3 separate regions of the Sus scrofa genome follow, and all the other regions are linked to region 3. Evidence: chromatin contacts called from public HiChIP or PLAC-seq and promoter capture Hi-C data. All regions are on one chromosome and are shown on one strand. Each heading gives the region's core, a stretch centred on a gene start, on an enhancer-like site or on the middle of the called end of the contact. The rest is flanking DNA. Distances are from core to core; before and after follow the strand shown. Region 1 holds the start of TERF2 (telomeric repeat-binding factor 2). Region 2 holds the start of CYB5B (cytochrome b5 type B (outer mitochondrial membrane)). Region 3 holds the start of NQO1 (NAD(P)H quinone dehydrogenase 1).

Region 1 (2,700 bases), core at 68-2,567, 310 kb after region 3:
TGAGCTAGGTTCTGGGATGCAAGGTAAACAAGAAGACAAAGTACGTGGCCCCAGAAGTGCTGAGGAAGGATGAAGGAGGGGCAAAGGAGGGAGCACCAAAGGGATTTAACATAACTCAGAAAGTCAAGAAAGGGTGAAATGTCCTTCAAGTGAGGTTTGAAGGACAGGAAGGGTTTCCTTAGGCTGGAATGGACAACATGAAGCTCTGAGCAAACTGAGTAGTAGATGAAAAGGAAGTGATAAAAGTTGTGCATACACATATGAAAAGTGAGCCCAAAATGAGGTTGGCAAATAGGTAACTTCTTCAGACTTTAAAAGTCATGTTAAGGAGTCTGCACTTTGTTCAATAGTAAAAGGGAAGGTTGATGAGTGAATGTCCTGATCTTTGTTCTACTGTGTAATCTATTTTTTTTTTCTTGGCTATGCTTGCAGTATACGGAACTTCTCTGGCCAAGGGTCAAACCAGTGACCTGAGCCACAAGCAGTAGCAATGCCTGATGCTTAACTCTCTGAGCCACCAGGGAAACTCCTCTGTGTATTCTTCGACTCAGTAGTTCTACTTAAAGGAAATTATTCTAAGGAAATAATTATGAATTTGTGCAATGATATAGTTAAAAGGATCTTTCTAACATTTAGATTGTCTAGAATTACAAAATTTTTAAATAGCCTAAACGCCTTACAGTAGTGGTTTATATAAAGGAGGCTTTCATTTCACCCATATATTGGAATGCTATGTAGCTGCTAAAGATACTGTAGAAAAAGTATTTAGTGACATGTAAAGATGTCCACTAGATGCTGAATGCAAAATAAAGGCTCTATAAAATATATATATAACATAATTCTAGTTTTTTTGTGTGTGTATACAAACACACACACAAGGTATACAAAAGACACTGGAAGGCTATAAACCTAAATGTCAGCTTGTTTTTTCATGTGGGGATAAGGCTGACTTAAATGTTAAGCTTTGCATTATTTCTTCCAATTGTTCTACAACAAAATGTGCTATTTTTCTAATTTTAAAAACGTATATGTCTTACATGTCTAGGGGTTTCGTGGTGCCGGCCATATTCTATTTCTTGACCTCGACTGGGTTAACACTGGCCTTTTACTTTAGTAAAATGTAAACTTGTTTAACAAAGTTTCCTCTCTATGTTACATTTCGCGATTTAAAAAATGTTTAATACACACTTCACGCCTTTGTTTTTCAATATTTTATACATAGCCCCGAGTCTCCAGTACAGTGTTACAAAATAGCGGAGGGAAATTGACATTTGACCACAAACCTAGGTTGGTTTAACCCATCTGGCTGCCGTGAACTTCAAGTCCCAGAATGCACTGCGGCCGACACACCGGGAACTACGGAGTCGGAGAGGGGGCCAGGGAGCCCCCGGTCCTTTCCCTCCCAGAAGCCCGCGGGCGCCTCAGAACGGTGTTCGTATCATGGCCGCGGGAGCCGGGACGGCAGGCCCTGCTTCCGGCCCGGGCGTCGTGCGTGACCCGGCGGCGTCACAGTCGGGGAAGCGTCCCGGCAGAGAGGGCGGGGAGGGCGCGCGGCGATCGGACGCGATGGCGGGAGGAGGCGGGAGCAGCGATAGCAGCGGGCGGGCGGCAGGCAGGCGGACGTCCCGCAGCGGCGGGCGGGCTCGGCGGGGGCGCCACGCGCCGCGGCTGGGGGGCGCCGCGGAGCGGGGCGCGGGGGAGGCGCGGCTGGAGGAGGCAGTCAACCGCTGGGTGCTCAAGTTCTACTTCCACGAGGCGCTGCGGGCCTTTCGGGGTAGCCGGTACGAGGACTTCAGGCAGATCCGGGACATCATGCAGGGTGAGGGCCGAGCCGGGAAAGGGAGGCTGGGGGGCTCCTGGGAAGGAGATCTGCGGGGCCCGAGCGTCGGGGCTGGGGGTCGCCGTGCCAACGATGTCTTCTTTCCTAGCTTTGCTTGTCAGGCCCTTGGGGAAGGAGCATACCGTGTCTCGGCTGCTGCGGGTTATGCAGTGTCTGTCGCGCATTGAAGAAGGGGAGAATTTAGGTATGGCTATTTTTATGTTCTTTTCTGGGCTTATTTAGGGTTATGTTGTTTTCAAACTTACATCCGGGACTGAAAGATTCACGATTAAAGTGGGCTGCTATGTTTCGATACAGTGGTCTTTTTCCTTCTAGGATGAGTTTATTCTCTAGTTCTAGTTTTCTACAGTTGGGATTCTCTTGGCTGCTTTTCTCTGTTTTTTTATTTCCTCCCACCTGTTTCTTGCTCGCCCCAACTTTGTTGCTATCTGAAGTGAGTTATGTGAAGATGACCATTTTTCCTCCATAGTGGTGTGTTTTAAAGAACACTTTTTCTCCCCCGGAATTGAACCTCACAGCTGTTTAGCAAAACGGCCTTCAGTTTCTGGCCATTTGTATCTGAGGAAGATGTGAGTATGCTGAAATTTAGATGCAGATGAATGTGTTAAAAAATAAATTTTTTTACCTGTCTTGAAAATTACTGAAAATCACTTGAAATTCATTAATTTGAATCTGGACCGTTAACATGTTTGTAAGTCTGCAGCCAGTATACCAGCAAATTAAATGCAAATCTTAACTATATTTGCATGTTTCTTTTTGATATATATATATATGTATATATATATATATTTGGACATAATTCTTCTGCTCCTTAGAAAATAGGTTAGTGAAAACTGTGCTCTTTGTCCTAGACTGTTCCT
Region 2 (2,700 bases), core at 8-2,507, 270 kb after region 3:
ATTCGTTTCCACTGTGCCACGACGAGAACTCCTAGAAATGTTTTCTTAACTGGAGCGGATTTATTACTTGGGTGAATACATTTTTCAAAACTCAACAAGCTGTACACTTTAAAGGAACACAATGTACTCTATGTAAATCACACCTCAAAATAGAGTTTAAAAAAATGAGAAGTCTGGGAGTTCCAGTTGCAGCTCAGCAGAAACGAATCCGACTAGGAACCAAGAGGTTGCAGGTTCCATCCCTGGCCTCGCTCAATGGGTTAAGGATCTGGCGTTGCCCTGAGCTGTGGTATAGGTCACAGATGCAGCTTGGATCCTGCAGTGGCTGTGGTGTAGGCCAGCAGCTGCAGCTCCGATTCAACCCTAGCCTGGGACCCTCCATATGCTGAGAGTGTGGTCCTAAAAAGTAAAAAAAAAAAAAAAAAAAAAAAAAAAAAGAGAGAGAGAGAAGTCTGTTTCCTTTAAGAAAGAAAGAGTTATACCAGGGAGGGTCTCAAGGAGAATTTGTAGAACCTGACACAACAGACTTTACAAAAGAGGGTGACAGACCTAAATCAATGGCCAAAAAAAAAAACCAACTCACAACCTCCGGCCTCAAGGTCAACTCAAAATAGAAAAAAAAAAATAAAGGCGGCATAATGGAGGGATGGGAGGGTGGGGAGAAATCTCAGCTTCTTAAGAAAACGAAGACCAAACATGGTATTACTTCACAAAGTACAGGGCGAGGAGCAAAGGCTCTAGAGCCTTCAAATGGCTCTGTTAAACGAGAATCTGTGAGGCTGCTTCCCTTTCTGTAAAATGGGGATAACGACGACTCAAGAGTTTAGCCTAGCAGACAGAAAGTGCTCGATGTGTGACACGCAGCGCATTATATCACTGAAGACACCAGAATTGCATACCGACCAGGCCTCCCCAGTCTCCGTCTCGTGGTCGCTTTCGTACGCCTGGTCGCAGACAGCCAGGCCTCACTTCCCTCCTATACACGACCCTAGCAGCGTTTTCGGGCCCGACCACCCCTCGCTGCCCACCTCCCGGGCCTCACCTCGTTCATGAAGCGGGTGACATCGTAGACTCGGCCATGGATAACCAGCCATAGCTCTTTCGGGGAGTTGCGCTTCGCCACCTCCTCCAACCGGTAATAGGTGACGGAGGTCTCGACCCCTTGCCCATCGCTGCCGCTGGCTTCCACAGTCGCCATTGGGTCTCCAATATCTCTTCTCCACCGCTAACCCGGTTTCCGCCGCTAACTTCCTCGAGGTGGAAAGAGCCCTCAGTTCTTCCGGGCTTCCGTAACCAGGCCCATAAGGCTCCTGGCAACAGCCAATCATGACCTCGGATAGTTCCTGGTTCTTTTTCTCTTCACCAATGAAACGAGGGACTCAGTTTCAAATCCCGCCCACTACTGGCATGATCCTAGGGGCGTGGGCCTGGTTCGAGGTCCAACTAACCAATCATATTTACCCATCCTCTCCAATCTCACCAATGAAATACTGTGATTTTGGAAAAGCGCCGAAGAGAGACGTTGACAGACGAGTCAGGCAAAGAGCCAGAAGGTTTCCTCTTCACTCGCCGTAGGGCCCCGCAGAATTCTGAAAAGAGGGAGCAGAGTCACCATTCCTATTTCCTTCTCCACGCGGCGGATCCTTCCTGAGCCACGTGGAGCTCGTTTCTCCCCCCACCATCCGCACAGTTCTCTGTTCCTGCCCCAGATTTACGTTTTTAGTTTGCAGCCTCCAGGCTGTGACCCGCGAACCCCGTCTCTCTAAGGCAGTCTTCTCACAAGCAAAATGGGCATAATCTCTACCTTATAGATTAAATGAGAGTGCAGAAAGCTTGGTACATAACAATACATAAGTGACCGGCGGTGTTAGAAAAAGCGGAATGACTGACCTGAGGCCTTGAGACAGTGACTGGGGTTACAGTATGGAGTCACCTAACTTTGTGCCACTACTAAGAATCTGATTTTGTCATGTCAACTATATCTTAAGGCTGGATTTTAAATGAATTCTTTAATGATCAGGACAAACTACACTGTTTTGTTTCTATGTGTTCTAAAATAGAATTCGCCTCAACTGTCGCTGGGTAGAGGTCCTGGCCTTTTGGAATTACAAGTTGGGTTAATGTGCAGGGTAGTGAGCTACTCATTTTTAACTGCCATTGCAAATGCCAAGTTGGTTATTGTGAAATGTCATTTTCATCATGTCACTCTCCCCTACTCTCCATAGTCCACCCCCACCCACTTTCACCTTTTATAAGCCTTGTGCACCAGCTACTGACTCCTAAACTTACGAGTAAAAATTCACATCTGGGGTCTTACAAGCTCCATCCCCTCTCTTCCAGGGAGTTCCCTGGTGATCTAGCTGTTAGGACTCAGGCGCATTCACTGCTGTGGCCCAGATTCAGTCCCTGGTCTGGGAATTGATGTCCCACATCAAGTAGCTGCAAGCTGTGGGTCAAAAAAAAAAAAAAAAAAAAAAAAAACAAAACAGGAGTTCCTGTCGTGGCGCAGTGGTTAACGAATCCGACTAGGAACCATGAGGTTACGGGTTCGGTCCCTGCCCTTGCTCAGTGGGTTAAGGATCTGGCGTTGCCATGAGCTGTAGTGTAGGCTGCAGATGCAGCTCGGATCCCGCATTGCTGTGGCTCTGGCGTAGGCGGGAGGCTACAGCTCCGATTCAACCCCTAGCCTGGGAACCTCCA
Region 3 (2,700 bases), core at 104-2,603:
ACTGTGCCACGATGGGAACTCCTACAGCTACCTGTGCCTACTCCATCCCTATCAGTATCAGGAACTCCTTAACATGTTTTTTTTTTTTTTTTTTTGGTCTTTTTAGAGCTGCACCTGTGATCCCAGCTGTGTCTGCAACCTACCCCCCCAGAGCTCAGGGCAACGCTGGAGTGAGGCCCAGGATCAAACCTGTGTCCTCATGGATACTACTCAGATTCGTTTCCGCTGAAACACGATGGGAACTCCACATTTTAGGGGGGTTTCTTTTTTATTAATATCACTTTTTTTTTCTTTTTTGCTCTTTTTTTAAGTGCCACACCCTCGGCACGTGGAGTTTCCCAGGCTAAGGGTCTAATCGGAACTACAACTGCCGGCCTACACCACAGCCATAGCACACGTCTTCAATCTACACCATGGCTCACAGCAATGCAGGATCCTCAACCCACTGGGTAAGGCCAGGGATGGAACCTGCAACCTCATGGTTCCTAGTCAGATTGTTTCCACTATGCCACAACGGGAACTCCCACATTTTAGTGTTTTAATCTGCCATGACTTTTTTCTGCAAATTGACTTAACAGAGCACTCAAGAGTTCTTTATCTTGATTACTGAGTTTTCTCATTTTCTTAAATCTTGTCTCTCCCTCACCCCAGGAATCTCAACCTGAACTGTTCTGGCCCCCTCTGAATTTTCTTACTTACCCTTTGTAAGGTTTCTGAAGGGTACACTTTAAGATTCTGTTTCTTTTTCTTCTGCCTTTTGACACTGACTTCTCTCTGTTCTGTAGACAAAGACTTGAGCTTTTAACTTTGTAGAACTTAAAAACTTTTGCTCTACGCTGTTCAAACTGCTCTAAGCAGGGTTTTGAGTAAAGCCACTACACTTTTATCTGTCTGGACTATTCTTTAAATGCTTTTCCTTACTGCTATCTCCTGCACAAGACTCGGACTAGCTCTTGGGGGAGAGGGGAGAACAAAACCAATTAGTTCCCCCATTGAGAGGAGGAGGAGTACATTCTAGGGGACCCCCCACCCCGCGCGCACCAAGTGCAGAATCCAAACCTTGCAAAAGCTGAAACAAACTCATTTCCCCAGGAGCAAGTCTCTCTGGTCGCCTTAGCCCTCAAAACCTACGTCTAGTCACAGTGACTCAGCGAGATTCTGAGCGAAAGGATGGGAGTCCCCCGCGTCCTCCTTTTGTCCGGCCAATTCCGTGCGGAAGCGATTTCCTGGGGCTGGGGAGGCACGAATGACGCGCCCAACGGAACCCGGACCCCATTGGTTACATCCTCCCACCTTCGCCCCGACCCCAGAGGCCCCTCTCATTCTCTGCCCCCTGGGCACCCTTCTCGCACGCGGGTCCCTAAATTTGCCAGCTGCCGAGGTGAGCCCCGCCCTGCACCCCAGGGCCCATGGGGCGGCTCCGCCTTTGCTGGTCCCCCAGTCTGTGGGCCGGGCCAGATCGTGTATAAAGTAGCCGGGCGCTCCGCCGGCAGCACGAGTGACACCTCCCAGGTCGCAGCCAGAGGACCTACAGCCCCCCGCGCCTTCCCAGCTTGAGTCGGCCCGGCAACCAGCAGCCCGGCCAATCTGCGCGCCGCCGGAGCCATGGCGGGTGAGTGGCCCCCCCGGAGCCCTGCAGGGCTCAGCCTGCGTTTTCTTCTTCCTTGACGCAGGACTGGAGGAGTGACGGCATTAGGTCCCAGGATGAGCCCTGCCAAACACCAGGAGACGGGGAACTCCCGCTAATACTCTGACCGCACAAACCGCAGTGGGCGTTTAAGAGAGAATTGACCTTGGAAGCAACACAATTTCTCCAAAACTGGTCAGAAATCGGCCGTCAGAGGCCACACTGACCCACTGGCACAACTCGTTTGGCCTTAATAGTATTTAAAACATTTTAGAGTAAGTTACTAAGATTTGAACATAAAAATCTGGACCAAATAGGAGGAAAATTGGCTGGGGAAGCTGCTCCCTTTAGTTGGACAGATGCCAGAGCCAGCTCCCAGCTCCCAAGCCAGGAATCATTTTCGACTGTGACCTTTGGAGTGGGCACACCTGCTCTGGTATTGGCATTGGGTGCATGTTGAGTGACAGAAACTCCCTCCTCTCCTGTCAGTCTGATGCGTGGGCCCCTTTCACACATCCTGGACCAGCTGCAACACCAGGACCAGCCAGAAAGCCTGGCCCTGAGATTGCACAGTGCTAAGGTCCAGACATCTATTTCCTCGACAGGGGCAGAATTCTACCTTTCTGTAATTTCTTTCCTGTGAACCTAGTTCTGCTTTCTGAACACACACATTCAAAACACACCTCATCTTGTTAAAAGTAAGGATGGACGGGGGGGTTGTTCCCTTCGTTGACAAGCTAGTTGAACTCTGAGAAAAGGGATGCAACTGCTGGCGATGCCACAGCCATAGCAACAGCAATGCCAGATCCGAGCTGCATCTGTGATCTATACCGTAGCTTGTGTTCACGCGGATCCCGGATCCTTAACCCGCTGAGCGAGGCCACGGATCAAACCCACATCCTCATGGATCCTAGATGGGTTCGTTATCACTGAGCCACAGCAGGAACTCCCACAACCCCTTTCTTTCTTGTCAGCTTTATATCTTGCCATTCAGTTCTATATAGGTCATCAATGAAACTGCATGTTAACAGAGTACAGTTCAGTCTGAAAGGTTAGTAAAAACTCCTTAATTC

What was found. Promoter capture Hi-C pulls out the DNA fragments that hold promoters and counts their contacts. HiChIP or PLAC-seq counts read pairs in DNA pulled down with a chosen protein or histone mark.
Region 1: a contact with region 3 is called in an H3K27ac HiChIP or PLAC-seq map of alveolar macrophages. The contact joins the promoter of TERF2 here to the promoter of NQO1 in region 3. A contact is called at or near these places in 3 of 5 promoter capture datasets (fetal liver, fetal skeletal muscle and skeletal muscle), 4 of 47 Hi-C or Micro-C datasets (embryonic fibroblasts, heart right ventricle and subcutaneous adipose tissue) and 2 of 2 datasets of contacts at active chromatin or transcription factors (alveolar macrophages and skeletal muscle).
Region 2: a promoter capture Hi-C map of fetal liver shows a contact between it and region 3, with 2.2 times the contacts expected there. The contact joins the promoter of CYB5B here to the promoter of NQO1 in region 3. A contact is called at or near these places in 1 of 5 promoter capture datasets (fetal liver) and 1 of 2 datasets of contacts at active chromatin or transcription factors (alveolar macrophages).

Annotation. Positions count from the first base shown.
Region 1 is chr6:17,604,431-17,607,130 of Sscrofa11.1, forward strand. TERF2 (telomeric repeat-binding factor 2) reads left to right here and starts at 1,318. Exons shown (of 10, transcript XM_003126908.4): 1 at 1,318-1,819; 2 at 1,929-2,024; 3 at 2,692-2,700. The coding sequence starts at 1,441.
Region 2 is chr6:17,556,773-17,559,472 of Sscrofa11.1, forward strand. It overlaps CYB5B (cytochrome b5 type B (outer mitochondrial membrane)), which reads right to left and starts at 1,258. Exons shown (of 5, transcript NM_001159592.1): 1 at 1,043-1,258. The coding sequence starts at 1,198.
Region 3 is chr6:17,291,609-17,294,308 of Sscrofa11.1, forward strand. It overlaps NQO1 (NAD(P)H quinone dehydrogenase 1), which reads left to right and starts at 1,354. Exons shown (of 6, transcript NM_001159613.1): 1 at 1,354-1,612. The coding sequence starts at 1,606.